Regions from separate parts of the Mus musculus genome. Here all the other regions are linked to region 1. The links are chromatin contacts, called in public HiChIP or PLAC-seq and promoter capture Hi-C maps. All regions are on one chromosome and are shown on one strand. Each heading gives the region's core, a stretch centred on a gene start, on an enhancer-like site or on the middle of the called end of the contact. The rest is flanking DNA. Distances are from core to core; before and after follow the strand shown.

What was found. Promoter capture Hi-C pulls out the DNA fragments that hold promoters and counts their contacts. HiChIP or PLAC-seq counts read pairs in DNA pulled down with a chosen protein or histone mark.
Region 2: a promoter capture Hi-C map of liver shows a contact between it and region 1, with 5 times the contacts expected there. The contact joins the promoter of Prc1 here to the promoter of 2900076A07Rik in region 1. A contact is called at or near these places in 3 of 39 promoter capture datasets (liver and pre-B cells) and 1 of 9 other capture datasets (adipose tissue).
Region 3: a promoter capture Hi-C map of liver shows a contact between it and region 1, with 7 times the contacts expected there. The contact joins the promoter of Man2a2 here to the promoter of 2900076A07Rik in region 1. A contact is called at or near these places in 3 of 39 promoter capture datasets (hippocampal neurons, liver and pre-B cells).
Region 4: a contact with region 1 is called in a promoter capture Hi-C map of liver, with 5 times the contacts expected there. The contact joins the promoter of Ttll13 here to the promoter of 2900076A07Rik in region 1. A contact is called at or near these places in 2 of 39 promoter capture datasets (both in liver).
Region 5: a promoter capture Hi-C map of liver shows a contact between it and region 1, with 5 times the contacts expected there. The contact joins the promoter of Unc45a here to the promoter of 2900076A07Rik in region 1. A contact is called at or near these places in 3 of 39 promoter capture datasets (hippocampal neurons and liver).
Region 6: an H3K27ac HiChIP or PLAC-seq map of thymic regulatory T cells shows a contact between it and region 1, with 9 times the contacts expected there. The contact joins the promoter of 5430400D12Rik here to the promoter of 2900076A07Rik in region 1. A contact is called at or near these places in 3 of 39 promoter capture datasets (the C10 cell line and liver), 2 of 115 datasets of contacts at active chromatin or transcription factors (large pre-B cells and thymic regulatory T cells) and 2 of 9 other capture datasets (adipose tissue and liver).
Region 7: a contact with region 1 is called in a promoter capture Hi-C map of pre-B cells, with 5 times the contacts expected there. The contact joins the promoter of Saxo2 here to the promoter of 2900076A07Rik in region 1. A contact is called at or near these places in 4 of 39 promoter capture datasets (the 3T3-L1 cell line, the C10 cell line, liver and 1 more).

The regions. Positions count from the first base shown.
Region 1 is chr7:81,521,810-81,525,046 of GRCm38.p6, reverse strand. It overlaps 2900076A07Rik (RIKEN cDNA 2900076A07 gene), which reads right to left and starts at 1,497. Exons shown (of 4, transcript NR_160675.1): 1 at 1,371-1,497.
Region 2 is chr7:80,292,740-80,296,383 of GRCm38.p6, reverse strand. It overlaps Prc1 (protein regulator of cytokinesis 1), which reads right to left and starts at 1,908. Exons shown (of 15, transcript NM_001374624.1): 1 at 1,793-1,908. The coding sequence starts at 1,803. It also overlaps a transcript of Rccd1 not described here.
Region 3 is chr7:80,370,016-80,373,359 of GRCm38.p6, reverse strand. It overlaps Man2a2 (mannosidase 2, alpha 2), which reads left to right and starts at 1,985. Exons shown (of 24, transcript NM_172903.4): 1 at 1,985-2,258; 2 at 2,431-2,628.
Region 4 is chr7:80,244,763-80,248,099 of GRCm38.p6, reverse strand. It overlaps Ttll13 (tubulin tyrosine ligase-like family, member 13), which reads right to left and starts at 1,724. Exons shown (of 15, transcript NM_177765.3): 1 at 1,437-1,724; 2 at 549-816. The coding sequence starts at 805.
Region 5 is chr7:80,338,637-80,342,127 of GRCm38.p6, reverse strand. Unc45a (unc-45 myosin chaperone A) reads left to right here and starts at 1,909. Exons shown (of 20, transcript NM_133952.2): 1 at 1,909-2,059; 2 at 2,416-2,577; 3 at 2,778-2,814; 4 at 3,112-3,287. The coding sequence starts at 2,009.
Region 6 is chr7:79,919,327-79,922,612 of GRCm38.p6, reverse strand. It overlaps 5430400D12Rik (a long non-coding RNA gene), which reads right to left and starts at 1,964. Exons shown (of 2, transcript XR_003946805.1): 1 at 1,674-1,964; 2 at 1-1,564. Ap3s2 (adaptor-related protein complex 3, sigma 2 subunit) reads left to right here and starts at 1,973. Exons shown (of 6, transcript NM_009682.3): 1 at 1,973-2,104. The coding sequence starts at 2,036.
Region 7 is chr7:82,647,187-82,650,313 of GRCm38.p6, reverse strand. Saxo2 (stabilizer of axonemal microtubules 2) reads left to right here and starts at 1,786. Exons shown (of 3, transcript NM_177894.4): 1 at 1,786-1,922. The coding sequence starts at 1,885. Efl1 (elongation factor like GTPase 1) reads right to left here and starts at 1,700. Exons shown (of 20, transcript NM_175317.3): 1 at 1,636-1,700; 2 at 683-788. The coding sequence starts at 773.

The DNA of each region.
Region 1 (3,237 bases), core at 248-2,747:
CAGAGAGAGACTGATTACAGTGAACTTTACAGCATCTCTCCTCGACTTGTAGGCAACTTACAAATTCTTTATAGTGAATTTCCCATAAAGAGGCTAGGGTAAAGTTCTACAGGTTGCCAGCACAAAGCCATAGTGAGCGCACAAATAAGTATTCCGCTACAAGCTTTCTAGGGGGAGCTCAGATCTTGCTTAAGACCCCCAGGGTTTTCTATGCAATAACAGGCAATAGGTAAGGAAGATTCCCATGTTTGCCTTCTGTTGCTACACAGTACACCGGGAACGGCAGACACGGCAAACTCATCTCCATCGAGAGCAGCACTTCTCAACCTTCCCAATGCTGTGACTTTAATACCCTCATGTTGTGGTGACCCCAACATACAATTATTTTTGTTGCTACTTCATAACTGTAATTTTGCTACTGTTTTGAATTGTAATGTAATGTCTGTATTTCCAGTGGTCTTAGGTGACCCCTTAGGTGAAAGGGTCATTTGATCCCAAAGGGGTTGTGACCCACGGTTGTGACCCACTGATCTACAGGGTCAAACATGTTGATGGCTGACGAATGACTTTCCTTTGGTGGACTCACACCTTATCTAAGCTTTATATATATGTATGTTCGTGTCTTTGTGAGTGAATGACATATGTGTGTGGTGCTCAAGGAGGCCAGAATAGTGTGTTGGACTCCTTGGGTCCTGAGGTACAAGTGATTTGATATAGGTGCTGGGAACCAAACTCAGAGCCTCTGGAAGTGCCACAAATGCTCTTAACTACTAAGCCATCAGGCTAGTATCTAAGTGCACCTCACTACTGTCTTCACTCCTTCAATTTTCCAACCTCCTACCCATCCACGCACACCATCAGAAAGCAATATAAAAACTCCTTTGTACAAGAATTCTATGGGATTTTAGAATCTGTCCTCAACAAACCATGCAACTTTCCACCGCCTCCTTGCTGCCCTTTTCTAACATTAAATGCCTTTGCTGACACATTCAAGAAACTTAAAAATCACCCACTGCGTGTGCATGTGCTCACGGGCGCTAAAATTACTGCAACAGGTGATTCCTCCCTCAGGCAAGAGTCATCGATTCGGAATGCCTGGATTTACAGAGCCAATATTCAACAGCTCTGTGCATGTGAATATGTGTTTGTATGTGTGCATGTATGTACGTACGTATGTGTGTGTGCTTAATTTAACTTCAGTCTGTGTGACCGCGTATTTCTCCTTCCATATCTACCCACCATTCCGTGGGCTAGCAACCCTCTTTGAAAAAGATGGAGAAAAAACAAACACAGAGAAGGAAGATCGATAGCCGGGCAGCTTACCCATCTCTTCTCCCATTCCTGGGACGCCTGCCACGTCAGCCACTTACCTGGACACCATAGTCACCCGCCGCACAAGGTGGCCAAATACTGGGTCAACTTGGCGAGACAAAAGCCGCTAGCATCAGGTGTCAGGCTCTCGGTCATAATTTCTCCCTCCTTCCGGTGGAAAATGAGTCCACTTCCGGCTTCTTAGCCGTAGGGAGGAAGTTCCACGTCAGGCACCGCGCGGCGCGGCTGGGCTTGGCTCTTCCCAGTGCGCATGCTCAGAGCGAGTCCTCTGCTGCTTAGCGTCTAGCTGCGTGGCGTCTGGATCGTGGGAGACTCGGGGGCCGGCTTGTAGCTCCTGGGTGGGTGTGGAGAGCTGCCGCATTGTTTTGAGTATGCTATTCTCTGCTCCCCTGGCAGGCGGCATCCTGGGGACTGAAGTACGCCGTCCCGCCCCTGCGACACTCCTCTGCGTTCTTGTGCTACCCAGCCCTGGCTGTTAAGCTTCTCAGTGTTCTTCATTCTTGCCACCCTGCTTATAGAGAGCAAAGCGTGCACTGCACCTCAGTAACCTTTACTCAGTCGCTCTCTTGACTCCCCCTGGTTGCAAGCCCATGCATATTCATCCAGGAAAGGACCAAGAGCTTCCTAGCCTTGATCATGGGTCTAGGAAGATAAGTAAAATCACTTTTGGATAAATTTCCTGAGGATAGACCTCAAATGTTGAGAGACTAAAACAAAAGACATTTGACATTTGCGCCTTGGTAGAGGTAGGCTTCCTCTGTCATTTTGAATATGATATCTTTGCCTTACTTAGTTTCTGGTGATCGCTAAAAATCCTGTGTGTGCTTTGACTTGAGGCAGCATGGCCCTACTCTGTTGTCAAACTTTGTTCTCCTTATTTCTGCTTATTGCTGTGTTTTACAAGGACATCCATCCTGTTGGATTAAAAAGCCCAGCTTATTCCAGTTCACATTGTGAGGCTGCAGAAAAGACTTAAGATTTCAGGGGCGGCAATTACTGAGCACCCTAGTAAGCTGCCAGAGTTCTCCAGGAATGTGCAAACCAAATGCTAAAGTAAACTAAAAGTAAGCAGGTTTAGAACAATGAGTTCAGAGTTCATTTGGATGCTGCGAGTTTGAGGTCAGAATTTGAAGCAAAAAGAACAAAATAAGAAACATAGGTGTAATGAAAGGACCTTACATGCAGTCCAAACATACAAGGCTTTTGGATTTAATATACAAAATCAGGAGCAAAAATGTTACCTTGTTTATCAGCTTGAGCCAAATCTACTTCATTTCTCTTACTCATTTAAGATGTAACTTTTCTGGGCATGGTAGCACACTACTTTAATACCAGCCTTCAGGGTTCAACACCAGACTGGTCTACGTGGAGAGTTCCAAGCCAGCCAGAGCTATACAGTGAGAAGCAGAAAGGAGAAGGAGGAGGAAGGAAGGAAGGACGGACAGAGAGCCAGGGCTACAGAGTGAGACCATTACACTCACTTTCTAGGCTTGGCCTGTGCTTTTCTCACCCTGGCATAGGTACACACGGGCATAGGCACACACTGGGCATAGGCACACACTGGGCACAGGCACACACTGGCTCCTTTGCCTGGTACAGGGCATCAAGTTGCACATACTTTACTTGCCTGATTTGCTGTCATGGATGCTGTATTTTATTTATTTATTTATTTATTTATTTATTTATTTATTTATTGTATATGAGTATGAGTACATGGTAGCTGTCTTCAGACACACCAGAAGAGGGCATCAGAGCCCATTACAGAGCAGTCAGTGCTCTTAACCACTGAGCCATCTCTCCACCCCAACGAACACTGTATTTTAACATAAGAAAGCGCTCAGATCATTTACCAGCACCAGTGTCTTAATAGCTAAACCCAGCAAAGATAGCTCAAGAGAAAACTCG
Region 2 (3,644 bases), core at 659-3,158, 1.2 Mb after region 1:
TGGCGTATGCCTTTAATCCCAGCACTTGGGAGGCAGAGGCAGGTGGATTTCTGTTTGAGGCCAGCCTGGTCTACAAAATGAGTTCCAAGACAGCCAGGGCTACACAGAGAAACCCTGTCTCGAAAAACAAAACAAAAAACAAAACAAAAGCAGAAAATACTTGGACAAGCCATACTGGAAGACTTTATTTTCTTGGGGGAGGGGCGTGGTCTCTTATAAGCTGCTCTGGCCTTGAACCTCCCACCTCTACCTCCCAAGACAGTGGGGGGGATAGATGTGCCCCTCACCCAGCTGTCTGGCTTTCCTATTTTGAAATAGGATCTCTTTATATTGCAGATGTCTGGAACTCCCTGTCTTGAACTCCTGAGATCTGTAGATTACAGGTGAGGGTAATCATATCCAAATATACTCTGAATACAAATTTCTATTCAGTGTAAGTTAGGATTTTACTAGTCTTCATAATGCACCATTAACCCCAGAAGGGCTTAATGAATAACGTCATTCAGATGGGAATATCTGAAATCCTTAGCCTTGTACTCAATTTCTTTTCACAATACTACTTGTCAGTTGTTTTCATTCTATTCCCAGACTCTTGAGGCCAAGTATCTGGGGGTAAAAAAAATGATCAAAATCTATAATCACAAAACCAAGATTCTTAGAAATTACAAAGCCTTGTCACCCAACTCGTTGCAGAAAATTATTTTATAAATTCGAAAACGGCATTCAGCCTTTTACTCAAAGAGTCAGTTCTGATTGGATTTCCAATCGGGCACTCCCAAGCAGTGCCCGGGAATTTTCTTTTTAATAGAGGATTCTTTTTATTTATTTTCATAGGTGCGTCGGTGTTTTTCCTAGATGTATGTCTGTATGTGAGGGTGTCAAAAATCACCTGGAACTGGAGTTAAAGACAGTTGTGAGCTGCCTTGTGAGTGCTGGGAAATTGAACCCACCTCCTCTGGGAGAGCAATCAGTGCTTTTAGCCGCTAAACCATCTCTCTAACCCCGCCTGGGAATCTTAAAACGACCGGAAAAGAATTCGAATTTGTTAACTTGCAAGGAAATAAAGCCTTTCTTTCTTTCTTTCTTTTTTTTTTTTTTTTTTTTTTTTTTTTTTTTTTTTTTGTGACAGGGTTTCTCTGTGTAACCCTGGCTGTCCTGGAACTCACTCTGTAGCCCTGGCTATCCTCGAACTCAGAAATCCGCCTGCCTCCGCCTCCCAAGTGGTGGGATTAAAGGCGTGTGCCACCACTGGCCGGCTCAAGCCGTCTTCCTAACTCAAGTAAAAACGCGGAACTGTAAGACACGAAGAAAAAACGATACATTTAAAACTTTAAGGTTAAAAAAACTTCAGGGCTTTTTGTACTGTCTCACTCCGTAGCCCAGGTTAGTCTTAAACTACATCTCCTAGGCTAAACTCGAATCGATTTTGTTCTAGCCTCCCGAGCAATGCGATTACAGACTATACTCAAGAGATGAGAAGCCCACACCATTACATGCTCAGCGTTTACACAGAGAAGAGGCCGAGTAGCCGCGACTTGCGGCGGCACCTGAGCTCGGCCGCCAGCTACGCCAGGCCTGAGACAAACCCACCCCGGCCTCGAGGAAGCGTGTCAACCCCGCGCTGTCCCCGCTGCTCGCCCCGCTAGTGGCCTCGGGCACAGATGCCCTCCGGAGCCGGCTTCGAGCGCCCCAGCCACAGACATCGGTGCCTGAAGACCGGCGAACCCAGCTTGTCGAACCTGGTACCAGACCCGCACCTCAGTAATGGGTCCCGCCCCTAAGAGACCCGCACCTTCTCCTCATGGTGGACGCTCCAAGCTGTCCAGAATCGAGACCCTCCACTTGCCACGCGCGGGACGGAGAACGGTAACCAGCCGCAGCAGACTTCACCCGGAGTCCGTCTCCACTCTCGAGCCGTTGGACCCCGCGGAATTCAAACCGAGCCAGAGGCGGTGCCAAATGACAATTGGTTACCGCGTCCGCCACTCACGGAGCCCCGCCCTCGTCCCGCCCCTCCTGCGAAGGGCTGCTGCCTAGGCCTGGGATACAGAGACCGCCTAGGGCGTGGGAAGCGCTTGCACGGGGAGCGTGCGGGCCTCAATATGCGCATGCGTGCACCTATGCCCGCCTCAAGGGTGGGGTGTAGGGGTGTGGCCGATGATGTCACCGGTACCCACTGAGTTGCTGCCGTTGGGTTTCAAATTTTTGTGCTTCCTGAGAAGTATTGGGTAGACTGCCAGAACAGCTCGACTTCTTGCTACTCTCCAATGTCCCAAGAGGAGCAGGGACTAGCAGGAAAGCTTAGAAGGAAAAAAAAACCAGGCTCTTGGTCCTGGTACCTTAGTGGACAAGTTTATCGCATTTAATCATTAGAACACACCTGTTAATAATGATCATCACTATCCTGAAGAAAAAGATTTGAGTAGCTTTTCCAGAACGTAGGCGGCAGAGACAGGACAGGGAAATAGTTTGGGCTACAGGAAAAAACTGACTTGCCCAATTTAGCTGTGAGCAAATGGTGATTTGGGCTTTGTTTTTCTTGCACATTATAAGATTTAGGTAAATCAGGAAAACTCCACAATTTGAACATGACATCAAAGTATTTGTGTAGCCGGGCGTGGTGGCGCACGCCTTTAATACCAGCACTTGGGAGGCAGAGGCAGGCGGATTTCTGAGTTCGAGGCCAGCCTGGTCCGCAAAGTGAGTTCCAGGACAGCCAGGGCTACACAGAGAAACCCTGTCTCGAAAAACCAAAACAAACAAACAAACAAACAAAAAACAAAAACAAAAAACAACCAAAGTATTTGTGTGTCCTTTTCTTCCCACTGACCCATAGCATCTGTATCCCATTTTCAATGATTTACTATTACCTAATACACTGCTATGGGAGTATCTCCTTTGCTACTCAGACTAAAATTTGTAATAAAGCTGAGATGAATTTCTTTTTTGCTACCTCCTCCAAAATGATTTGTAGAAGTGTAATTATTGAATTCTCCTTTGCGAAGAGGTACTTATTAACCTATCTTCTGCACCAAACTTTACCTGGAGTATCCTTGTTACCCACAGCACTGGTGATTAGCAATGCGCTTTTAAACCACTAGCTTCCATCTATAGGCCCAAAATAAAACAAAATCTAGTTTATACTGAATTATAACTAAAATTGTCTGCTTTTCTGTATTGGTCAACTGTACCATCTATAAGAGTCTCATTATTTGCTTCTCTTTTTTATGATAAATACATTTATTAAATTTGTGTGTGTATATGGGGTGGTCATGTGTGGAGAATAGAGGGCAACTTAAAAGATTCAGTTTTCTCCTCCCACTGCATGGGTCTAGGAAGTAGAATCCAAAGCTGTGATTCTCAAAATGTGGGTCTTGAGCCCTTTGGGGGGGGGGGGGTGTCAAATAGCCCTATCACAGGAGTAGAATAGCAGACATCCTACATAACAGATATTTGATTCATAACAGTAGTAAAATTACAACTATAAAGATATTTGTTTATTTGCCTGTTTATTTGTTGAGTGCTAGGGTTATCACACCCTAGCAAGCCAAGCGCTATCACACCCTGACACACCTGTTTTTTCTGAGACAAGGTGTCATTCTGTACACCAGGATGGCATGAAACTCATTGCATAGCCCAAGCTG
Region 3 (3,344 bases), core at 736-3,235, 1.2 Mb after region 1:
GGTCAGGGCTATGCAGAAAGACCCTGTCTCAAGACAAAACATAAAAGCAAAACACCACCACCAGTATCTAGGAAGAGTAGACCATCCTCTGCCTAAATATGCATCTGAAAACTGTTCTTAGCTGGATCCACAAGAAGCTGGATTGCAGGGGGATAGCACTATTGAAATCAGCTATGACAGAGTACTTGCTATTGCTGTATGGTGAGGCTGGACCACAAGTGTACTATGATTCTCTCCCAGGCCAGAGGAGGCCAGCAGACTGGAGAAAGACCCACCCCTCATCCCCATTTTGTAAAAGACTACACCTTACTGCCTTTTTATATCCCCCTTTTTTAAAAAAATTAAGTTTTTATTTATTTATATGAATACACTTTAGCTGTCTTCATGCACACTAGAAAAGGGTCTTGGATTCCATTACAGATGGTTGTGAGCCACCGTGTGGTTGCTGGAAATTGAACTGGGGACCTCTGGAAGAACAGCCAGTGCTCTAACCACTGAGCCACCTGTCCAGCTCCCCCACCCCTTTTTCCTGTTTCCGTAGCATGTAGGCTCTCTTCCTTCTTGGAGGCCACTGTAGTTACAAACTGCTTGATTCCTTCTCTCTCTCTCTCTCTCTCTCTCTCTCTCTCTCTCTCTCTCTCTCTCTCTCTCTCTGTGTGTGTGTGTGGTGTGTGTGTGTTTGCAGTCACTGTGGCACATATGTAGGAGATCAGAGGAGTCTTTCCTTCCACCACGTGGACTCTGAAGATCACACTCAGGTCATCAGGCTTGGTGGCATCTTTACCCACTGAGCCACCTCACTGGCTTCTGGGTTGCTATTATTTTTATTTTGAGACAGGGTCTCACCATGCTGCCCAGGCTGGCCTGGGACTCACCAAGATCTGCCTTATCTCTGTTTCTTGACTGCTGAGGACCTGGGTTCTGGGATGTTTTTATAAGGACAGGATAATCTGCTTTCTAAGGGCTCTGCCTTCATGAGCTAATCTTAATCTTATCAAAGCCCCACCTCCCGATATGGTCAAATCTGGGGACAGAACTTCAAGATGTGAACCTGGGGTTAGGGGTAGTCTACAACAGAGAGTAATATTTGTTTTGCTACGTAGTCCAGGCTAGTGTCCGTTTGCTGGGATCCTCTAGCCTCAACTTCCCAAGAGCTGGACTTTTAGTGGGCCAGCTCAGTTTCAGGCAGTAATTTTAGCAATCTTTTTTTCTTTTGAAACAGGATTGCAAATGTGTAGTCCAAGATAGCTTCGAATTTGTGTCAATCTGAGACAGGAGGATTTATAGGTGTGTGCCACTACGATCTAGCAAGCAATCTCCCCCCCCCCCCCCCCCAAGTAGCTATGGCTGTCCCGGAACTCAAAATGTAAAACAGACTGGCCTCGAATTCAGAGATCTCCCTGCCTCTGCCTTCCAGGTGCTGGGACTAAGCACGGGCTCCTACATCCATCCAAATATTAATCTTAAAAGGAAGAAAAGTGTGGAATTTGTGGAGATGTTCATTGCAGTATGGTATCTTACGCTGTAAATTGGAAACATGGATGCTCAATAAACCTTTAACCGGATGATATGCATTTCGCCCTTAGTGTCAGGAAACCCAGAGCCACCCGGAACTCACAAAACCTAGAGGGAGGCACTATTCCTTTGACTAAGAAACATCACTATTGAGCCAGGCAGGGAGGCCACGAAGCACCGCACGGTTTTGCCCTTTCTGCTCCTGCCTAAATCTTACTCTTGGAAGACCAAGAGAAAAAACAAAAACAAAAACAAAAAAAACAAAAACACAACAAGAAACAGTGGCGCGACCTTGCTGGGGTTCCGCCACTCCCGCCCTGCCGGGTCAACGGCTGCGCACAGCCGCCCCGCAGCCATAGCGGACCCCGGCACCGACCCAGCGGGAGGCGACCGAGTCGGGTGCCAGGGGGCGCTGCGGAACCCGGCGGGGGGCGAGGCAGCGGCGGGACCCGGCACTAGGGGACGCTGCGCGCGGTCCCCCGCGCCCCTCCTCCTGCCGGGCGCACCGCTCGGCCCCGTGGAGGCGGGAGCGCGGGAGCACAGGCGCGGGGCGAGCGCAGGGAGCGCGCAGCGGCCCTGGCCCCCGCGGGAGCGCGGCTGCGGGGCCGAGCAGGGGCGGTGGGTGGCCAGGCGTCCCTCTTAGCCTGCGCAACTGCCCGCGCGCGGGCCGCGGTCCCCCGGGATGCGAGCAGTGGCGGCTCGGCCGGCCGGGTCCCGAGCGGCGCGGAGGCCGGCCGCGTACGGTAACGGGCCAGGCGGGGCGTGGGCGAGGACTCCAGCCTGCAGGCCGCGAGCGTTGCGGCCCCCGGGTGCCGGTTGAGCCCCGAGGGCCGGAGGGGGGCTGGGCGGGCCGGAGGAGGGGGGTTACATCTCGGCAGGTAATTGCCCCACGGTGACCCAGCTCCTGCTCCCTAGCTCCGCCCTCTTTGGCCCGGACCCAATCTCCAGGGACTAAAAATATTGCCCGGAGGCTCCTGAGCGGAATCAGATCGCATTAAGTAGGACGCAGGCTGAGGTGACTGAGCTTTTCAGCACCAGGGCCCGAAGAGCAGACTCCAGAGAGCGGTCCCGCCCACGCGCGTTCAGCAGCTAGCGTCCTCCCTCCTCCGGCAGGCAAGTGGGGACTCGCGGGCGGTGGCGGCAGGCACTGTGGGTCGTCTCGAGTTGCCCCGTTTCGGAGCCGCTGTGCCTGGCTTCCGCTACCCTGGGGACTTTATCAGTCTCGCCGCTAGCTTCCTAAGAGTCCCTTTAAAGCACTCTGGAAGCCAGGACTGGAAGTTTTGCACAGCAGGAATCAGTACTGATGGGGACAATCCTAGAACTGGGTTGCGTTAGAAACATGGGCATTTCTTTTTCTCTTAAAAGAAATCCATTCTGTATTCTCTGAGATAGGATCTGGGCCAGGCACTGTTTCTGCTGAGTTCCAGTCAGCCCCAGGAGGTCACAGGGGAGGCAGGGTGTGAGTGTGTGTGTGTGGGGGGGTTGTCTGTCTCTCCAGCTGGTGATTGTACCCCTAAATCAAACAAAATAAAACCTCTTGTATTTATGTATACATCTGAAGGGAGGAAACACGTGGCTTGGGAGAGCCTTCTCAGAGTCCTGAGCAAGCTGTTTGCAATCAGTGGTTGTGTAATGAAGTGTGGGTCAGAGTTGGGGCTCTGTTATCCCTGTTTGTTTGTTTGTAATGTGTTACATTTATTTATGTGCATGTACGTCACAGAAAACATGCGGCAATCAGAGGACAATTTGTGGTAGTTGGTTTTCACCTTCCACCATATGAATCAAATGAATCGCTTTGGTTGTCAGGCTTGCCTGCAAGTGCCTCTTTA
Region 4 (3,337 bases), core at 475-2,974, 1.3 Mb after region 1:
TATTGAAGCAAAGGTTAATATTGCTCTGGCCTTTCCTTTTAGATTTCCTAGAAAGGATTTCTGTGTAGTCCTAGCTGTCCTGGATTTTGCTCTATAGACCAGGATGGTCTTGAACTGAGAGATCTGCTTGCATCTGCCTCCTGAGTGATGGGATCAAAGGCACTGGCCACCACCACAACCCCACAGCCATCTTTTGTTTTGTTGTGTTAATGTGAGCACTATGGGTTCAAACTCAAGGCCCTCATGCTTGAGCAACAAGCCCTCTTCTCCAGCTGAGCCATCTCATCAGCCCATAGTTATATGATTTTTGATGGGGGGCAGGGTCTCACGTTGTAGTCCAAGCTGGTCTAGAACACACGTAATCTTTTTGTTTCAGCTTCCCTAATGATGGGATTATATGCATGCACCATCATCTGGCTCTCCTCTCCTTTCCCAAAGGCTAAAGTGAAAAGCTTGGATCCCACCATGCTCCGCTACCAAATGGTGGTGTGAAGCCAAGGGGTAATGTCTCTAGAGTCACACCTGTGAGGGATCGAAGGAAAAGATACCTTCGTTTCCGCTTTCTTCTTCTCCTCCCAACTTCCAAATCATCTGTGTCTGTTGCACTTAATATTTTCTTTGGAATTTTCTTGGCTACAACCGATAAGGCAACCCCATTCTCAAATTCTTTATAGTCAGCCTTTCTAAGTGCCTGCTGGGTAGAGTTGGGGGTGGTAGATTCCTCTCTAACACATTCTTCCTCAGATTCTTCTTCCTCAATATCATCTTCCTCAGATTCACTGGTCTTACAGTTATTGGGCTCCATCCTCTCAGATTCTAAGGGGAAAGGGATAGGAATAAATATTTATCAGACCTTTCTCCGGGCCCAGGAAGTCCTGCAGGAATTTACCCGGAGCGCCTTTACGGTGCTAGAATGAAATGTTGCCCTTTTAGATCAACCCTACTGTAGAATAGGTTGTTTCCAAGTAGAGGGCTGTGGGGAGGAAGCATGGGGGGCTGATAAGATATAAGTGTGCAGTGCAGAATAGAGTTGACAGGAACCACCACCGCGGCTGTTTTGTTTCCTGAAGGGGAAGAAAGGTGGCTGACAGAACTGGAGAAGTCTGCTTTAAAACACAGCTGTAGAGGGCTGGAGAGATGGCTCAGTGATTAAGAGCACCGACTGCTCTTCCAAAGGTCCTGAGTTCAAATCCCAGCAACCACATGGTGGCTCACAACCATCCAGTGTACTCACATATAATAAATAAATCTTTAAAAAAAAATAAAATAAGATACAGCTGTAAATCAAAGGTTATCAATCAAAGGTTATCGGCCGGCGATTTCCCTGAGCCAGAACTCAGTTTCCCTACGTGAACGCGTTTGGGGTTGGGCCTCTAATAGCTAAGACTCTTTGGGTTACAATAGAGGAAAGGAAACCCACGGCAGACACTGCCCACCCGAGGTTTCGAGGAGAGCTCAGGGGCTGCTGGAGCTGCCCCTATCGGCTCGGGGCTGGACTCAGCTGGTCGCTCATGGCCGCCGCTCGTTCGCTGCGGCTCTTCCTGGGCGTTGCTGGACGTCGGGGACCTTCTCGTCGTTCCACAGGACTGTCTGTCCCCGCTGTCGCGAGGGGGAGCCCGCTCCCCCTCGGGGTTAACTCCTGGCTCCGAGATCCTGGCGGCGGCGGCGACTTCTTAAGCAAGCAGACGGCCGCCGCCGCCGCCGTCGCTATGGACACGAAGGCCGCCCCTATTGCAGTAGCGTTCTGGGGGCGTGGCTTTCCCGGGAACCACACCCACTTTGGCGCCAGTAGAAGCCATCTTGGCCCCCTAGCTGTCTGCATTTGCCGGGTGCGTCTAGAGGTCCGAGTGTACGTGAACGGCCGAGACGTATTTTTCCAACGCATTATGGGATTTGTAGTCCTCCCATATTGGGGCGGGTTCCACCTTTTCTGCTCCACTTTTCCTGGAATCCTATGGCCAACCCAAATATGTTTATGTTTGGGACAAAATAGCTGCTTGTGGTTCTTCCACATTTAGAAATGATGCTATAAAAAAATTCCTGCCCTTAACAGGGACAGCTGCGATAAGAACACATGCCTTCCAATGTTTCATTCACTAGCTCCATTAGCAAATTACAGAATAAGGCCAGCAAGGTGGCTCAGCGGACCAAAATGATAGCTGACAAGTCAGGGGGACATGAGTTCGACCTCCAGAACCCACATGGTGGAAGAAGAAAACAATACATTGTCCTCTCACCCCTACACCCATAACTTGATGTGGTACCCACAACCATAAATACTTTTGTAACCTCAAGAAAATGAAATAACAGAATGACCTCATTCAATTTCTCTGTCACTGTTGCCTTCCTATAACCTGGCATCCCTGCCCCCCACTTTGAATTTCATTAGCTTTCTTCACCAAACCCAACCCAACATATGATTCAGATTATTTTGTTGTAGCAAAATCCAGAGAATTTTGGATTATTATTATTATTATTATTCATAAAAAGACAAACATTAGCCGGGCATGGTGGTGCACGCCTTTAATCCCAGAACTTGGGAGGCAGAGGCAGGCAGATTTCTGAGTTCGAGGCCAGTCTGGTCTACAGAGTGAGTTCCAGGACAGCCAGGGCTATACAGAGAAACCCTGTCTCGAAAAACCTTAAACAAAAAATTGCAGAAACTACATTGAAGTGGAAATTTTCTTGGGGGGGGGGGGGACTCAGTTATGTCACGAGATGTTTTGCTGAAGCAGAGACAGGTGAGAATGTCTTTCTGAAGCAGGAAGGAAAAGGACGTGTGATGAGTAGAAAGAATATAAATATACTCCACAGACAGTGTGACAAGGCTCTTGCATTGGTTCGCCTTGCACTGACTTGCTGATCTTCCCTTGTCTTGACTTCATAGAGACTGGCTTGCCACAGAACTTTCTGTGATATTCAGGTGACTTCTTGCCGCTTGCTTCTGCTGACTTCTGCTGACCTGTGGAGCCTCTCTCTCAATTTCTTCTGGATCGACCGCTGCTACTGACGCCTGTTTGATGTTTGCCAGTAAGGCTGGACTGCTGCTATTGACTCATGTTAATTGTTTTGGACTGGGCTGATGATATTCTAACAACAGAGATTTCCCAATCTCCCCAAAGAACTACTTCTAAACAGGTCCACAGCCCTCATTTCCTACTAACCTTTTTATCCCCCCTACTTCTGATAGGTGGACTAGAAGGATGTTGAAGCATTCAAGAATACAAAGTAGGTTTTGAAAAATCTAAGCCTATAGTACAAGGATATGAATATCTGCTTACTCTGTAGTACTGAGAATTTGGTAAAGTAACCGGTTACACAGTAACAAAAGGTTTTT
Region 5 (3,491 bases), core at 660-3,159, 1.2 Mb after region 1:
TCTCTCTTTACCGGCCATCGAGCTTTGGATCTTCTGGAGAAATCCCGTCTTGGCGTTGGCAGCTCTGAAGTATGAGGGATAAGCAAGACCTTGGCATCTCCCCAAAGGGTTCTGAGAAGTGGAGACAGCCAGCTGCTAAGTGTATTCCACCAGGCAGGTAGCTTTTGTGTCTGGGCTGGCAGCTGGGGAGATAAGGCTCAGGGGAAAGCCTAATGACTGGACTCTCTGACAGGCTTGGTGGTTGCCATGGCGCTGCAGTTACAGAGGGATGCCCCACAGGCTGAACAGAGGTCTCTGGGGTCTAAAATGGAATAATCCATATCCCCCAAGGTGTCCGTGCAGCCTAGAAATTGAGGAATGGGTAGATAGAAACACAGTTGGCTTCACACGCTCATTTCATTTCTTTCTTTCTTCTTTCCTTTCTTTCTTTCTTTCTTCCTTTTTGACAATGGCTCAACTTTTTCTCTCCTGGCATTCCTTTCCTCCCTTCTGCTTAGGAAATCATAGGCAGTTTAGAGCCAAAGGCCTCACATTTCCCAGCAGATGATAGGACCCAATCACTCTCATCTCTCCACAAGCTTATAATAGAGGAGTTTTCACCCCTGCAAATCTTGGGACTTTAATTTCAGCTTCCTTCTTGTCTGTAGCCAGGGCTTAGAACCCCTGTTGGATTCCTAGGACTACGACTGAGGTGGAGGCGACTTCTTATGGGCCTCCAGGGGAGAGGTCCAGGGCTCCTGCTGACAGGCCTGTGTGGGGGACTGCTTTTCAGTTGGATGAATCTTGCCCAGCCAACCGACCTCTCAGGTATAATACTTTCCCTATCCTCTGAGGGTGACTTGGGGTACGGGAGATCTGATGGTGAGGGGTGGAGAGAGCCTCCTCTTCTCTTCTCTTTGGGACTTGGACCCCATTTTGCACTTTGAGCAGGGTGAAGGGGATGTGGGTAACCTCCCTTCTCTATAGACGTCTTGCTTCTCTCCAGCCCTGGCTCACCACCCCCATTTGTGCCAGACTACACGGGATGCAGAAGGCGGCCACTACCCTGGTTTTTTCTGTCCGCGCCTCTCTGACACTCCCGAGGAAGCCTACTGTTGCCACCTGCAGGCTGCCGGGGGTTCCTGCTGTACCCTGGATGAATTTGAGGCCCTGTACCAAGTTAACTTGTCTTCGCTTCAGCCACCACCCATCCTCAGGTAAGAACTCTAGTCCCGGATTCGCAGAACACTGGCAGAGTGCTCCCGTGTCTTGGGCACTGTCCTTGAATTCTGCAGTGGGAGACTTGTAGCTTCCAGATTAGTGGAGAGGAAGTCACTAAATCATAATTACAACCAATGCTGTAAATGAAAACAAGTAACAGAAGCTGCTTTGTCTTAAGGGGTTTGGACGGTGTTAATAAAGAGGATTTGTTAATCTTGGACACATTGTAGTAGGAGGTTTAATTCTGAATCTGCCGCGTTTGTCTTCAAGGTACTTGCGAGCTCCCAGATTTGTATGCAAAATATGTGTATGCATCTGTATTTATCCCCTGCTCTCGTGGGACTCTGGGCTCTGCAAACCCTGACTTGTAGCAGCCAGTAGACAACCTTGAGTCTCTCCTGTCTCCCCAGGGGTCCAGGCCCGCTCCTAGCACTGGGCATCTACACTCTACTGCTGATGGCACTGATGACTACAGATTTCGTGCACTTCTGCCGTGGTCGGGGACGGAGAGAAAAACAAAACTCCAGCGGCTGCCGCCGCCTTTCCTTTAGAGCCTCTTCCGCGCGCCCTCTACAGGTTCCAGTGGGAACAGACTAGGCGCTCGTGAAGCAGCCCTGAGCCTGAGCCTGCGCCTGCGCAACGCGAGTACCCCGCCCTTGCACAGACCCAACCACTTCTTGGCCTCGCCTTGTTTAGCGTAACACTGACGCATTGCTGGGGCGGGGCAGTCGCCGGCATCTCGCGGATCCCAGGGACACCTTTGCTCTAAAGACTGCGCCTGCACTGGCTCTTGGAGCTTAGCTTCGTGATGACTGTGAGTGGCCCGGAGACCCCCGAGCCCCGACCTTCCGACCCCGGGGTGCGTACTGATTCTCCTGTGCCATCTCCCCTTTCACACATGCGCCTTCGCACCTGGTCGCCGTCACCTTATTCTAGCCCTTCACGGGACTCGGCCAAGACCCGGCTCTTCTCCCAGGCGCGCTGCTCTGCCCAACGCCTTTCTCTCTCTCTCTCTCTCTCTCTCTCTCTCTCTCTCTCTCTCTCTCTCTTCTCTCTCTCTCTCTCTCTCTCTCTCTCTTCTCTCTCTCTCTCTCTCTCTCTCTCTCTCTCTCTCTCTCTCTCTCTCTCTCTCTCTCCCTCTCTCTCTCTCTCTCTCTCTCTCTCTCTCTCTCTCTCTCTCTCTCTCTCTCTCTCTCTCTCTCTCTCTCTCTCCAGGCCAGCTCAGCCGAGCAGCTGCGGAAGGAGGGCAACGAGCTGTTCAAATGCGGGGATTACGAGGGCGCCCTGACCGCCTACACACAGGCCCTGAGTCTCGGCGCGACGCCCCAGGACCAGGCCATTTTGCACCGAAACAGGGCTGCTTGCCACCTCAAGCTGGTGAGGGGATCGGGTTGCTCTAACCTGGTTCTACCTGGGCCTGGGATTGCCCATAGCCGCTGCTGTTTGTGCACCAGTTGGGCATTTCCTAGCCACGCACGATTGCCAGAGGTCTTTAGGCGTGGGTAGTGGGGGATCAGGTGGTTCAGCAAAACAAGGGTGCCATTGCCACTCTCAGGCTCCTGATCTTTCTCTTACAGGAAGATTACAGCAAAGCAGAATCAGAGGCGTCTAAAGGTAGGGTGGGTGTGGGTCCTCATATGGAGCAATGGGGTCTTCTGTGGTGGGAAAGGACTCTGGGGCCACCGAGCCATCCCTTTCTCCTCCTCTGGACCCAGTCACTCGTCTTTCTACTTGCTTTCCCACTTCTTCGGCCTTTCCTTTTCTGCAGCCGCCCTCACCTTTTCTGAGGCTGAAGCACCGAGCTCCACATTCGTACCCCTATCTTCCTTTGGCCCTCGAGATCTATCCCTACTGCTCTTGCCTGGAGACGGTGGCCTCCTGGGTGCTGATAGAGTTCCTGTTTGTGCTCAGCCATTGAAAAGGACGGTGGGGATGTCAAAGCACTCTATCGCCGAAGCCAAGCCCTAGAGAAGCTGGGCCGCCTGGACCAGGCTGTCCTTGACCTGAAGAGATGTGTGAGCCTAGAACCCAAGAACAAAGTTTTCCAGGAGTCGCTGAGGAACATTGGGGGCCAGATTCAGGAGAAGGTATGTGAAGGTACCAAGAGAAGTTGGAGTTGCCTGGGTCTGGGACAAGGATGTAGACACAGTACTCCAGAGAGGAGCTACTGGTAACAAATACACATTAATTAATAATGCTCAGACTGATGGAGGAAATCAAGTTTAAAGCATGTTTTTTTCTGTGTATGTATAAGTTTGTCCTTGTATGTAAGTGGTGTGGGTGCGTGGACT
Region 6 (3,286 bases), core at 715-3,214, 1.6 Mb after region 1:
AGTGAAATTAAATGTTTTTCATTTCCTGTATCTACTTCTTTAAACAAAAAAGGTTTGGTTTTTGTTTTTTTTTTTGTTTTTTTTTTTGTTTAGATTTATTAGTGTGTGTGTATGGAGGTCAGAGGACAATAAGTTTGCCCTCTGATCATGTGGGTTCTGGGAATCCAGATCAGGTCATCAGGATTGGCAGCAAGCATCTTCACCTGCTGAGACAGCTCACTGGCCCCTGCGTCTTTTTCTTTTGTTACTCCCATTGAAGGATGGCTTCTAGCTTTTGCCTTTCTCCTGCCTCTGTCTCCTGAGTATCGCAGGTATGTGCTGGCATACCAGCTATAGTGCTGGAGACAGAATCCAGGGTTTTGTGTAAGCGCTCTGCCACCTGTGCTACATCTCGAGCTGTATCATTATCATACACATTTATTGCTATTAATGTTGTGTGTGAACATGAGTGCACACGTGCCACAGCAATGAGAGACAAATTTTGGAAGCCAGCTCTCTCCTCTCTTGGGTTCTGGGCATTGAATTCAGTTTGCCAGGCTTAAAGGGCAAGTGAGTTTGCCTGTGGAGCCATCTCCCAGGTCCTTACTCTGTTTTTTCCTTACCTCTTTAATCCACTGTGGCCCTAACATATATGAAAGTATGAAAAAACTAAGCTGCTTTTTCTTCAAAGTGTTAATCAGTTATCTCAATAGCACTTGTGGAATTCCTTCCTACAGCCAAACTATGATAGCCCCTACATCATATATTAAAATTATTTCATGCCAAGGGCTTGGAAAGACTACATCTCTTCCAAACGACTGGAGTTGCTCCCAGCATTCACTTCAGCTGCTTATAAACTCCAGCTCTAAGGTGGCCTCTTCTAGTCTCTGAGGGCACCTGAAGCAACATTTGGACATATACACATACAACATAATTAAAATTAAATCTTTAAAATTGTTTACCACAGACTATTGTGTTATAGTTCAATAATACTTCACCTTTTAATTATGATTTGAGGCTTGTGAGGTAAAGGCACTGCCAAGTCTGATGGCTTACATTAGATCTTTTACACAGCAAGAGAGAACTGACTCCCCAAATTGTCCTCTGATTTCCACACATGCACCGTTGCAGGCGCGTGGGTCCTCTCCAAAAAAATCCATATAAATGTAACTTTAAAACATACTTCAAATTATCCTGCTTGGTTTGATTGGTGGGCAAAGCTGGTTCCTTCTTGCTACTCTGTTTTAGAATTGTCTTTGACATTTCCGTCCAACATTTGAATCATTTTGTCCCACTTCAATGCAATAGTCATTTGAATTTTTATTTACTAAAATCCCAGGGATGTATGTGGTGGTGCAGGCTTTTAATCCCAGCATTTAGGGTCACAGAGGCAGGCGAATCTCTGAGTTCAAAGCCAGGCAGGGCGACACAGTGAGACTCCGTTTCAAAGAAAGATAACATATAAACAAACAAACGAATAACTAAATGAATAAATAAATGAGAAAAGGTGTTACCAGTTTGAGACCAACCGTTCCGTTTATGTGGGATTGGATGAGAGATCCCGTATGATGTCAACTTTCACCATCTAAAGGAGAGAATGACCGTTTGACTGGCAGACTTTTGCCTAATTCACTGCAACATAAAAGCCTAGCTTTTGCTAGTCCAAGGTTAGAAGAAGAAACACAAACACCTACTGGTCCCTCAAACTGGCGCGGCTGCTGGCAGGAATTGCCAGTCTCGATGCTTGCTGCCGACACGGTTGGCTCCAGGATGGAACCAGAATGAGGGGCTCAGTCCCAGCCAGGCTTGGATTCGTTCCCAGGCTGGCCAAGGCGACCGTGCTCCTGGGCTTCTACAGCCGTGCTCCCCAGGAAAGCGCGCCGACCTCTCAGGGTGCCAGAGCGGCAGGACACTTTAGTGCTCGGTGCCCAGGGGTACCGAGACTAAGTTTCCGGGAGCAGCTTTCAGCGGGACACCAACAGGAAGTGTTCGTGTTGTGCCGGAAGAAGGTGCGTTCTTGGAGCAGGTGGTACCGAGAGAAGCGGGACCGGCAAAGATGATTCAGGCGATTCTGGTTTTCAACAACCATGGAAAACCGCGGCTGGTCCGCTTCTACCAGCGTTTTGTGAGTGCAGCCCCACCAACCATGCCCCTGCGGAGCACCAGAGCCATCCCTTCCCCACGGCCCGCAGCCGCGCTCAGCAGCATCTCCTGCTCTGGCACCGTGCATGACCCACCCCCCTGCTCCTCCCTCATCCTTCCTGGATCTTGGCTTTTCTGTGTTTTGTGACACTTTCCCTTGGGTCTTAGGGACAGACTCAGTACACAGTGTGCCGCATTGAGATATTGGGTGACAGCCTCTGTCTTTAGTTTTTTGTTTCTGTATTTGTTTTGTTTTTTAAATTGATGAGCGTAGTTTTGTGATGATCTGGTCGTTGGGTTCTTTTACGTTTATTTTTTCTCAAGGGCATGGAGAGAAGTTCTTTCGTGGAATCACTTGCTTCAGCATTGGCTGGCACTTATCAGGGTTGGGATACTTTTTATCCTGTAAGGTTGCAGAAAGTCTCTTTTAAAATTAGGGGGAAATGAGCTATTTTTACAAGATGCCAGTTGTAGTGGTGCACACCTCAAAGCTCAGAACTCGGGAGATGGAGGCGAGAGGATCAGGACTTCAAAGTTATCCTCAGATACACAGCTAGTTCTAAGCCAGCTTGAGCTACACCAGACCGCATCTTAAGAAATCATATAATTAAACAAATAAACAAATGCCATCATGGAATGCCTCAGCAATGTTCGTGCACATTTGAATTTTCTGGAAACATTTCCTTTGGGGAAACGCAGATGCCGTTCTTTGCCTTCTGTACCCCAATATTTTATTCGTGGTTAGGTTTCAAAATATCCTCCTGAGAGACTGGTTCTGTCTGAGAGGGAATAAAATCAGAAGACTTTCAGGCTTCAGCCCCACCTTTTGTACACGTTAAGAAATGTCTTGCCGGGCGGTTCTGGCACACACCTTTAATCCCAGCACTTGGGAGGCAGAGGCAGGTGGATTTCTGAGTTCGAGGCTAGCCTGGTCTACACAGTGAGTTCCAGGACAGCCAGGGCTTTAGAGAGAAACCTTGTTTTGAAAAACAAACAAACAAACAGAAATGTCTCTGGGTCTTTTATTCCTTTTTTCATCATAAATGAAAAGTATTTGCTTTTTAAAATAGGATTTTCCAACTACGTTTTTAAATAGAACACTGAATACAACTTCAATTTTTTGTTGTTTATGTTTTTCAAGACAGGGTTTACAACTTCAATTTGC
Region 7 (3,127 bases), core at 537-3,036, 1.1 Mb before region 1:
ACGGAGCTTTGGCTTCAACAGGACTCTAAATGCTGAGCTGCTGCTATGAGAAGAAAGAGTTTCAAATGAAGAGTAGTCTCAGGATAAAGCAGACAGCTGAACCCCACCTTAGACACACGCGCTTCCTTCTGCCTGTCTCCACACCTCCATTTGTACTGCTTGCCCCCCCCTATCACCCACAGCCCCTCAAGGGGCACGTCTAACAATTCTTTTTAACCACTTTGCTACCCAATCCTCCAGGTCTCAAAACTCTCACCCACCCCACCCCCAGCCCATCTCACCACGAAGCCCCGATTCCTCCCTAAAGCTTCTCTGGCTGGACAGGTTGGCCTCATAAATGTCTAGGGCCTGACAAATCTAAAAAAGCACTGCCAACTTAGCAAATGCTCAGTATAGGATGAATTAAATAGAATTTATAGAAGATATATTCTACCAAGACCACAGACATTTTACCATCTCAAGAAACTTTTCCATATTTTAACAAAAATCCAAATTCAAAAGCATTGTATGACATACTGGGCAGACCACCAATCACCCGTTAATCCATTTATTTCAAACGTTCTACAGCATGCTTCTCTGACATGGCACAACACACAACTCCTTAGCAAGCATCACTCTCACCGCTCCAATGAAACAGAGACATTTCCTCTTTGTTAATAAAACCCAATTCTAAAAGCCTTACCGTGGTCAACATGAGCCAGAACACAGATATTCCTAATGTTGGCAGTGTTCTTCTGAAGTCGAATCATCTTATCAACACCACTGAGCACCATGGTTATTTCCTGGGACTAAACATTAAATGCAAATTAAAAATGGTACAAAATCTAGTGGGGGTGGGGGTGGGGGTGGTGTGCACAACAGCGAAAACCAAATGGACAAACTGAGAGGGAGATGCTGATGCTGACAAGTCGCCTCAGATTCCTTAACTGAGAACCCAATGAATGTTTAGCCACATCTATTTCCTTCTGGCCCTGAGGGGATATAGTCCTTTAGGCCCATGTTCCATGGTAAAGTCCACACATCCTGCTGACAGTACTTGTGGGGTGAGCTGGGAGTTTCCGGATCTGCCATGCGATGAATCACGCAGTTGGGAGCCAGGTGCAGAGGCGCCCGGCTAAGTCACACTCACACTCACATACATACATACATACATACATACACACACACACACACACACACACACACACACACACACCAGAGACAGACAGTCAGTCTCTCTCTCTCTCTCTCTCTCTCTCTCACACACACACACACACACACACACACACACACACCCTTCCCTACTTCAGTCCCTCCAAAAGTCTGCCTTTCTGTCAAGCTTGCTGGCTTTTATCAGACATGAGAACTTCGGCCCTGTGACTGCACTGAGTGTCCTTAAAAGTTTTTGGATCACGTGCCTAGGAACACACCAGGTGCACGACACACCTTCTACCCCTCTCTCCAATTAAAAGAAGCAAATCGAGGTCTGCATGCCCTTCCTCCTCTTGGGTTCCTGGAGTCGCTGCCGCTGAGAGTACCGGGTCCCTATAAAGTGCAGCCGCTCGGGACACTCCTCGCCCAGCCCAATCGACATGACCCCCCCGGGTCTCCGTCACCGTCTGGTCGCCGGCGTCCCTAGCAAGTCCCCCCACTCACCAGCTCCACGCCGCACCTCACCCACGCACCTAAGACTCCAGGGGTAGCTCAGACCGGAAGTCGCAGGAGCCTGGGGGCGGGGCCTGTGGGCCTGTGACCTCTGACCCGCGCGCATCTAGAACATCACCGGAAGCCACGTCGTTTCCCTTCAACTTGGAGTTCCGCGGTCGCCTTGACGACGGCGGACGCTGTAGCTGCTCTGAAGTGTGCCAGCCTAAGCCTGCGGAGGGGGACGCTGGAGCGCAGAGCATGAGGAACTGGTGTCTGTGCCAGATTTGCACCTGCGGGTAAGAAACGTCCGCCCGGTGTGGCGTCCGCAGAGCCGCGAGCCCCGCCGCGCACACCCCCTAAGGACTCCCTTGCCTGAACCGGAGGAGACCCCTACTCCACCCCCACCCCCCACCCCCCACCCCCGACCTTATGCTCTGCTAAATGCTGCCCATTTCCTCTGCTTGGCTAGCTCCTGGGCAAAACTTATTTTCTTTGCATTCCCTGAGGCTTCCCATCCAGAGATTTAAGCTAAAATACAGTTCAGATCAGCTAAGTAGTATGAGCAAATATGGCTGGTAAGTGATGGAGTCACCCACCGATTCTATTGGTTAACTTAAAAGAACAGTATCCATGGTATTTCGTTTGCCACCCAGAACCTTCCATCCTCTAAACTCTATTTTTATTCCTGCCAAGGCAACATTTTCCTGAGGCCTTTCTGACAGACAAAAATGGCAATAGTCCTCACCGTAAACCTCAGGTTTGGTTTGTAAGTCCTGCCTAACAACTTTACATCACCAGTAAACACATTCTTCTCTATCCTCAAGCTTACTGTTTACCCAGGGGTTAGATCACCTTTGATAAGTGAATAAGAGTAACTGAGTAACGCCAAGCCCTTTGTACTTGTAATCCCCTTCTAAGGGCAACCAGCTACAACACATATTGATTGAGAGCAGTTTCTCAGCCCCTTTTGTAATAAACATTGTTTGTATGTTTGAACAGATGCAAACATAACTTTTAAGGCTTGAATCTGCAAAATCTTGTATGTAAGAAAAAAAATGTATTTGAATCTGAATTTATCTACAAACTAAGTTATTTTCCCATCCACCCATCAGGAAATTCATTATATTAGGGACTTTACATTCTTCAAGAATAATATCACCATCCACAGAGCTGGGGGGACTGCCAATGTAAGAGGAATCCCCTTTAGGCTTTGAAGCATGGCTAATAACTTCTGCCGAAATGTCCCTTGCAAACACTTAGTTGCAGCGAGAGCACTGCCTTAGCTGCTTTCAGTTTTATAACTGAGGTACAAGAATCTTTGACAAAATGGGTAGTTACTATGACATACATAGTTCCACTCAGCCAATGGTTTTTAAACTTTGGCTACCTTCATGAGTCATTGTCTCAAAACGGGGCAAAGATTCTTCACCATCATCCCTCCCCATACCACCTCTCATCTTTTGCCTCCTTTCCTGTTGGAAGGAAAGATGGAAGATCTGTC